2 separate regions of the Rattus norvegicus genome follow, and region 1 is linked to region 2. The links are chromatin contacts, called in public Hi-C maps. All regions are on one chromosome and are shown on one strand. Each heading gives the region's core, a stretch centred on a gene start, on an enhancer-like site or on the middle of the called end of the contact. The rest is flanking DNA. Distances are from core to core; before and after follow the strand shown.

Region 1 (4,528 bases), core at 1,173-3,672, 74 kb after region 2:
ACAGACCAACACCTTCTTCTGGCTTTGCTGGGAAGGGTGCAGGGGGAACAGCCTGGTGTCAGGTACTACATGGCTCCGTTTTATGCCGCTCACTCTGAGCGTGTACACAACACCCTCGATTCGACATCTCGCTCTTTCATTTCTGGAGGCATTTGTGCTTGGAGAGATGGGGGTGGGAGGAGTGTTTATTGGCCAGCAGAAGACATTTGTCTAAAAAGCTGGTGGGAAGAAATGTGTTGGTCCTGTGTCCTCATTGAGTGAGCTGCTAGTACGAGGTGTCAACGGCTGAGCTCACTGATGACTGTGGGGGCGGGGAGGGCTAAGCAGCAACTCTGTGTGCAGGAGAGCAGGATCTGGCACTGTCTGTGTGTTCTGCGCCTTTTCATTCCTGCTGGCCTCTCTGGTTGCTACAGATCAGGCGGTTCTTCCATTGACTAGTAGAGCTTCTAGAGGTTTATTTTTAATCTTAAAAAAGATTTATTTTTATTTTTAATTATGTGTCTAGGTATGTGAGTGGAGGTGTCCACGGAGGCATTGGATCCCTATAGAGCTGGAGTTATGGGTTGTTGTGACTGCCCAACATGAATGCTGGGAAACAAACCTGGGTCCTTTGCAAGAGCAGGCAGTGTGTGCTCAAACACTGAGCCACTGCTTCCAGCCTGCTTTATGTTTTGTTTTGTTTTTGTTTTTGTTTTTTCAAATAGCAGATATGTATTCATTTAATAGGGGGAATTGTTCATGTGTTGCCACAGTACACATGTAGAGTGACCTCACAGGAGTTGCTTTTTCTCTTCCTATCATGTGGGTCCCAGGAATCAAGCTTGGATCATTACGTTTGAAGGCAAGGCCTTTACCCACTGAGCCATCTGGCTGACAGTCTCAGTTAAGGTTATTGTTGCTATGGCAAAACACTATTACCAAGAGCAGCTTGGGGAGAAAAGGGTTTATCTGTCTTATATTTCCACATCACTCTGCATCACGGGAGGAAGTCAGGACAGGAACCCAAACAGGGCAGGAACCTGAAGGCAGGAGCAGATTCCATGGAGGGGTGCTGCTTACTGGCTTGCTTCCCCTGGCTTGCTCAGCCTGCTTTCTTATAGAACCCAAGACCACCAGCCCAGGGATAGCCCCACCCACAAAGGCTGAGCCCTTCCCCTTTGATCACTAATTAAGAAAATGCCCCACAGGCTTGCCTCCAGCCTGATCTTAGGGATGCGTTTCCTCAACTGAGGCTCTCTCCTCTCTGATGACTCTCAGTTGGGTCAAGCTAACACAAAACTATCCAGGGCATTGACCCCCTTTTAAATTTTTTTAAATTACATTTAACTTCGGAAGTTTATTGATGAGCTGGGCTGGCTGCCCTCGGGCATCCCTTCCAGCAGAGGGAGTGTGTGTCCAGGAAAGAAGTGGCCTCTGAGGCTGCAGGGGTTGCTAACCAAGCATAGGTCTAAGTGAATGTTGCTGTTCCTTTTCCTGAGAGAAGAAAGTGACTGAATCTCCAGCCTCTCAGCCCTCCCAGGGCTGTGGATGGTTCTCACACCGAAATCTTCTTTCTCTTTCTTTTTTTTTTTTTTTTTTACTTTTCACTCCCAAAGAGCTATTTGAGAGAAACAGTCACGGGGCAGGAGGGTGGGGTAATTAGCCCGAATTCCTTGTCTCCTGAGAGACGGCAGGTATCTGAGTACTCTTCAGAGTGCACCTATGACTAGGAACAGCTACCCCATGCTCTGAACTGGGTTGAAGGCTAGAGAAGCAAGATGTTGATATACCAGGGAAACCACCAGAGCCCAGCTTAGACACTAAGTGTGTGTTACCTTCTAACTCTTCTTTCATCTGGGCTTATCCTGAAGTTCCTAGGCGTCTAGGCCTCTGTCTTCCCACACAGAGCTGTGTTCGGAGGCTCATGTCCTCTCGCTTCTGCCAAATCCACACTCCAGATGTGCTTTAAGACAGGGACTGCTTTCGGGAAACACGCGGGATAGGAAAGGGTCTTTCCTTCACCCTTCCTAAGGTGTGTGCACTGAGGTAGCTAGGCACAGCCTCTGCCACTGCCCCCTGGCACTCAGCCTGTGTTCTTATCCCTTGTGCCCCCCAGGTCCTGCTGGGCCACCCTCCTTCGTACACCACGGATGTTGCTGCTCCAGTCTCTGCTGTGTCCCTGCCGCCTGCTGTCCTTTCCCCTCCTCTGCCAGATACTCTGCTGCCTACTGTCCCTGAGCTCCTGCCCAAGCTCCCCAGCTCTCTGGCCCCTACGGTGGTCGCAGCTTCTCAGAGTGTGCCCACACAGACCTCTACACTCCTCCCACCAACAAACCCACCTCTGCCCACTGGGCCTGCAGTCGCTGGCCCCTGCCCTGCTGTCCAGCTGACGGTGGAAGCAGCTCAAGAGGTGTGTGCGCCCCTGTCCCCTGCTCAAGCCACCTGGGGTCTCAGCCCTCGAGGTGAGGGAAGCTTGCAGGAGGCACAGGGGGCGCTGGAACAGAGCTACTCCAAGCTGCTTTGCCTCTCGCTCTGCCCTGGCCCACATTAGGAGGAAGAGCATGGATTTCAGAAATGGGTTTTCCTCAGAGAGTGTATACAGGTTGCCGAGGGCTTTTGCAAACCCTGCGTGTCCTTTTTAGGGAATGATCAAAGTAGGTTAGCAATTTGTGGAAGGAAGCAACCCTGGGTTTCAAGAATCTGCTTGCCTCTAAGCCTTTAAAGATTACCCTTACCACACACTGGGCTCTGTGTGGGGAGAGCCTCAGAGGTGGTGGGGAGGCAGCTGCATGCTGTGGCTGGCTTCCCTGCTGAGGGGAGGCAGATCAGCACAATGTAACCCTGTTCTCTTTACTCTGTTCTTATTTTAGGAGCAGGTCTCACAAGACAAACCCCCGGGCCCCCCACAGAGCTGTGAGAGGTACCGCTCGGCCTCGCCCTCAGGATGGGGGGGCGGGTGCAGGCTCAGGAGCCAGTTTAGCCCAGCCTAGCACTGCTTGGCACTTTCATTCAGATCCTGCCCTACTTTTCCAGGGCACTATCAGGATTTTTTTTAACAGATATTGCACGCCCACATCCCTTTCCCAAATCTGAGCCAGAGTGGCTCAGGGAGCGTCTTTCTGGGCTTCGTCAGTCCAGGTTGAGTTCTGGTTGTCCTTGGTCCCTGATGAGCTATGGATCCTAGCACTAGTTCTTGTGCTGAGGGCATTCCAAAAGGGGCAGGTCATGGGCAGAGTCTCAGTACTGTGTGGTATACCTAGGTCCAGATGTCCAGGTTTCTCCTCCTGTGATCTGGGGTGGCAGTGGTGGTCCTTACTGAGGTGGGTAAGGGAGGGAGCTGGGATCCCACCACCGAGGGAAAGTGGATGTTGTGCAAGCAGGAAGCTCAGCGGACTCCACAGCCCTCACAACATCCCAGAAGGCCTGAGATCTTGTTGTTCAAATGGGGAAAGAGAAGCATGCAGATCCACTTCACAGGCAGAAGGGCCTAGCAAACCATCCAGCCCGTCACTGGGAAGCTAGTGCTTCCCCTGGCCCCTGGGTGGTACCGGGTGGGCACTGGAGGAAAAGAGAGAGAGGTTTTGGGTCCCCTTGCAGGCTGAGTATCATTCCTGCAGGTCTCAACTCTAGGCACTTAAGGCTTTAAAGCTCCGAGGGTAGACATTTTCTGGTAATCCATGTATGCCGTTAACATCCTTGGTTTCCCCTCAGCTTGGGAGGTTCTGATGTCACCTCTGGAAGAGATCTGAGTGACAACTGTGAAGGCACCTTTGGAACGGGCAGGCTGGAGGGAAGGGCTGCCCGGAAACACCACCGTAGGTCCACTCGTGCACGCTCCCGGCAGGAGAGGGCCAGCCGGCCCCGGCTCACTATCCTGAATGTGAGTGACCTGCTGTTTGGGGCACATGGGTGTGACGTCCTCTGCAATCTGATCGTGACTTCCTACAGGTGTGTAACACGGGGGACAAGATGGTGGAGTGTCAGCTGGAGACGCATAACCACAAGATGGTGACCTTCAAGTTTGACCTCGATGGGGACGCTCCAGATGAGATTGCCACATACATGGTAAGGCTGGGTCAGGGGTGAGGCCGCCTCCTTGAGGTCCGTAGACTCTTGTAAAAGTTAAAACGTTGAGTTCAGTCCTGCATGGAGGTGTTTGGGTGGCCTGTGGGTCGGGCACAAAACTTAGCAACTGTCCCCAGAGCTGTGGATATCCAGGGAGAGCATCAGCTTCCTGCAGGTGACTCCTGTGTAAGGACAATTCAGGTGCAAAGCACCTGCACAGCTCTCAATCTAAACTACATCCTTTTGGTCTCAGGTTCAGGTTTCCCCTGGATACCCTGGCCCTCCGGAGTCTCATTCTATTGTTTTCTCCTCCTACGGACTCCGTAAAGGATTGAGACACTTAGTTACCTAAAAGCTCTCCCCACTAAGCAGTATGTGAGAGTCCAGACAGCCCATGCTTCCCGATGGCCCCCTGCCTTGCTCCCTGCCCGTTTGGGGTTGGAGGCGTCAGTGGAAGCGCAGGTGTAGATGGTGGCTGGGGCAT
Region 2 (4,091 bases), core at 53-2,552:
ATCATTTATTTTTGAGACGGTTTCTTTGTTGCCATGTGGTCCTACTCCCGGATCAAGTATCCTTCTGCCTCCTCCCCTTGGTGTTGGGATTACAGGCTTGGGTCACCACGCCACTGATCAGGGCAAAGGACATCTGTCTTTGAGATCTGGATTTGCTTAATCGAAAAAGGGAACGCAGTGCTTACTGGTACTAACTTCCGTGGATGATAGTGAGGTTTTCCCATATCCTGGCAATACAGAAAGGTCCGGAAGACGCTCCAATTTTGTGACCATGCTTGGGCTCCTGAGAGTAGGATACCCTGGGGTTGTCTGTTTTGTCTTGGCATACGTTCCAGGATTCGGAGCTCTGGCTAAGTCACGTTGTCTGTGGCCTGCCACCTCCGGGGAATATAGAGCCCCTCAAGGTCCACAGTTCAGCGGACCACTTCCAAAGAGCTTCAGGGCCAGGCGCCGAAATGGGACTCTAGCCTCAGGTGGAGGCGATGGGGAGCATCCCGCAGGTGGCGGCGCTCAGCCGCAGCCAGGTGGGCGTGCCAGGCCCCGCCCCGCGCTCTGGTCTTGGGGAGGGTGGGACGAACGGAAGCCCCGCCTTCCCCGCGCGCTAGTTCGGAGCCGGTGCGGGAGCGGAGGCGCGCGGAGCCGGCAGGAGCACGCGGGAGCGCGGCCCCGCAGCGGCCCGGCCCGAGGGAGCAGCACGCAAGAGCAGAACGGCCTGGCGACCCCCGCCCCAGTCAGGACCCCGCCCCAGCGCGACGCGGCCCCTAGAGAAGACTCCTACCCCAGAGCGCGGCCTCGCCCGCCTCGCTCGCCCCGGTCCCCGGGCTGCGGGCATGGACAGCGCCCGCTCGCCCTGTGAGTATCGAGCCCTCCCGCTCGCCGCCTTTGTGTGCGCGCCGCGCCGCCGCAGCCCCCTCCCCGCGCGCCCCGGGCCCGCGTCCTTTGTGGAGCAGGCTCCTGTCCGGTGCTTCCCCTTACCGCGGGCCTCCCTGTCCCCTTCCCACCCGCCCGCGGGATAGCCTAACGGGGTCGCCTCTGTGCTGGCTTTGACCCTTTTTTCCAGCCTCTGGAGCCCTCTGTAGCTCCTCTGGGCCCTCAGGGACACCTAGCAGGTCGTCCCCTGTGGAGTCCCTGGGACAGCTTGAGACAGGCCATGTTCCCGGCTCGGGGCTGAGTGAGGCAGGGCATCCCCTTGCAATCCACGCCTCGGGAGCAGATCTGCAGCCCCTCTCCCCGGAGCCCGCAGAGGACCGCCCGGCAGGCCACTTCTGCGGTGGGGCTGGGCAGGGCGCGGGCCCAGAGGCGGCGCTGTCTCATCCCGCGGCCCAGGCAGGTGCGGCGGGGCTGGCGCTCACGCGGGGCCCGTGTGTCCTTGGCCCGCAGAGATGGACGGCGATGGCGGCCGCCGAGACGCCCCCGGCGCGTTGATGGAGGCCGGGCGCGGCACGGGGTCGGCGGGCATGGCGGAGCCGCGAGCGAGGGCGGCGCGGCTCGGGCCCCAGCGCTTCCTGCGGCGCAGCGTGGTGGAGTCGGACCAGGAGGAGCCGCCGGGCCTGGAGGCGGCCGAGACGCCGAGCGCGCAGCCCCCACAGCCCCTGCAGCGCAGGGTGCTTCTACTCTGCAAGACGCGCCGCCTCATCGCGGAGCGCGCCCGGGGCCGCCCCGCCGCGCCCGCGCCTGCCGCGCCCGCTGCGCCTCCTGGCTCCCCGAGTGCCCCCTCGGACCCTGGCCCGGAGCGAGCGGGCACGCAGGAGCCCAGCCCAGATCCCACCACCGCGTCAGCTGCAGCCACCCCGGTCCCCGACGGCGGCCCGCGGCAGGAGGAGGCGCCCGCCCCAACCCAGGAGGACACTGGAGCTACCGAGGCAAAGCCGGAGCCCGGGCGCGCACGCAAGGATGAACCTGAGGAGGAGGAGGACGATGAGGACGACCTCAAGGCTGTGGCTACCTCTTTGGACGGCCGCTTCCTCAAGTTCGACATCGAGCTGGGCCGGGGCTCCTTCAAGACGGTCTACAAGGGGCTGGACACGGAGACCTGGGTGGAGGTAGCATGGTGTGAACTGCAGGTGAGCGCCGCTGCCCGCAGGTGGGCTGTCAGCATATGCGTCCTTGGGTGTGTCCTTGCTCCTATGCAGGGCTTTAGGCAGCCCTGGGGATGGTGGCTGGTATGTGTCACCATCTGTGTGGGTGTCCTGCAGGACATGTACGGTGTGTAATGGATAGCCTGTTGGTGCTGTTTCTGGACCTGTGCACAGGTTGAGGCTTGTCATCTTGGAGGTCAAGGCTGGGTATGTGCTGTACCCAACCATGCCCATGGTGACATAGGTTCTGGAGTAGGCAGTGGATATTCATTCTGTCAGCCCATGCTCCTGGTCCGTCCTCAGAACCCACTTTTATTGACTCAGTAGAGACCCGAGGGTAGTGAGAGAGAAGGCTGTCTCTGAGCCCTTTTCTAGCGGACTTGGAGGTTCCCAGCTGCCCTCAAATTAGCATTTTCCTTTGCCCTGCAAGATATAGGTGTGATAGCTGCAGATGCCCGCAAGGGCTTCCTGGGTCTCAGGAATGAAGCCTGGTGGGTCCTTGGGGCCCTGCGGGCCAAGGCCTAGAAGCTCTGTCAGCAGCTTCCTGGTGTCTAAGAGCCTGGTTTGTTCACACATTAGATGAGTGCGTGAAAGTCATGAAACAAAAAAAAAATGCCTGTCTTCTTTCTCTCTCTCTCTACCTCTTCCCTACCCCCTTCTTCCTTCTACTTCTATCTCTGTTTCTGTCTCTCTTTTTTTCCTTTCTTTTCTGGAAGAGAGGCTCAGCATGTATTTTTCATAACCTTGCCCTCACGTTAGCTGTGTCAGCCCTGGGCCTGAAGATTATATAAACCGCAACCCTAGCCGTCCTGGGGCCAGCCTTGGAAGGGGAGGCAGCTCCTGTCACAAGGGGTGTTTACAGGCCCTCCCTTACTGGGAGGGAGGGGCAGCTGTCAGGCAGGGGCCAACTGGGAGAGTGCTGGCTGGAGGTGTAAGCCTACCCCGTTGGCCTGTAAAGTTAGCTGGCCTTCCAGGGCTAATGCATCCTGGGCAAACCTGGGTGAGCTGGGTGCCAGGGCTGCTGTCCACTGCAGGATGCCTGCACTTTTGGCTCAGAAATGAGATTCAGGGGCTGTGTTCTCAGCACCCGCAGCGTGCTCGGCATGTGTGTACAAACTGCGCTCGTTTCAGAGGTGACCTATCAATCTGTTCTGAGACAAAGAGTTTCTGTTTTGGTTCTTTTTTTTTTTTTTTTTTTTTTTCAGAGCTGGGGACCGAACCCAGGGCCTTGCGCTTCCTAGGTAAGCGCTCTACCACTGAGCTAAATCCCCAGCCCCTGACAAAGAGTTTCAAAGGGCTTGTCTCCATACTGCCCTTCGGTTCTGTCATGGAAATACAGCTTCACACGAGAGGGTCAGTGGTGTCTCTTGGAGACTTTCAGCAGGAGTTGAGTTTCCTTCCTCCTTTGCGGTTCCTATGAGGACCACCCCTTTCTTTTACCTGGCATGTCCTAGAGCAGTGCTTCTCAACCTTCCTGATGCCGCAACCCTTTTAATACAGTTCCTCATGTTGTGGTGCCCCTCCTCCCCGCAGCCATAAAATTATTTTCATTGCTACTTTGTAACTGTAATTTTGCTACTGTTACGGATCATGATGTAAATATCTGTGCTTTCCTGTAGTCTTAGGCAACCCCTCTGAGAGGGTCTTAGCCCACAGGTTGAGAACCACTATCCTAGACCTGGTACAGAGACAGCCTTGATTATGCAGAATGGGTGGGGATGGGGAGGGGCAAAGCGTGTGGCCCAGGATCCTAAAGTGTGCCCTGTGTCCCTGCTACCTGAAGAGGCACCCAGGAGAAAGGGGATGTATGTGAGTCTCAGTTCTGGAGAATGGCACGAATCTTGGCTCCCCACCTCCCTGCTCTTGCCAGATGACCAGCGTGGCTTTCTGAGCACCTGCTGGTACTGCTACTATGGAATGTCGCTGAATATAGAGGACAGAGCAGGGGTGCTACAGCAGGCCGTATGTGAGAGACTTCCCCAGGCCAAGCCTGCCTATCTGGCTGAGGCATTG

Evidence for each region. A called contact is a pair of places that touch in the nucleus more often than the background predicts.
Region 1: a contact with region 2 is called in a Hi-C map of frontal cortex, with 2.1 times the contacts expected there. The contact joins the enhancer-like site here to the promoter of Wnk2 in region 2. A contact is called at or near these places in 1 of 12 Hi-C or Micro-C datasets (frontal cortex) and 1 of 1 datasets of contacts at active chromatin or transcription factors (oligodendrocytes).

Annotation. Positions count from the first base shown.
Region 1 is chr17:15,782,334-15,786,861 of GRCr8, forward strand. Wnk2 (WNK lysine deficient protein kinase 2) reads left to right here. Exons shown (of 27, transcript NM_001191556.1): 12 at 2,096-2,389; 13 at 2,850-2,899; 14 at 3,691-3,859; 15 at 3,928-4,044. Among named protein-coding and RNA genes, the nearest start is that of Trnaa-ugc8, 38 kb to the right of the region's middle. Within about 2 kb of position 2,423, at least 19 of the 93 cell types and tissues checked have an H3K27ac peak or open chromatin away from gene starts, as enhancers often do.
Region 2 is chr17:15,709,355-15,713,445 of GRCr8, forward strand. It overlaps Wnk2 (WNK lysine deficient protein kinase 2), which reads left to right and starts at 1,303. Exons shown (of 27, transcript NM_001191556.1): 1 at 1,303-2,063. The coding sequence starts at 1,383.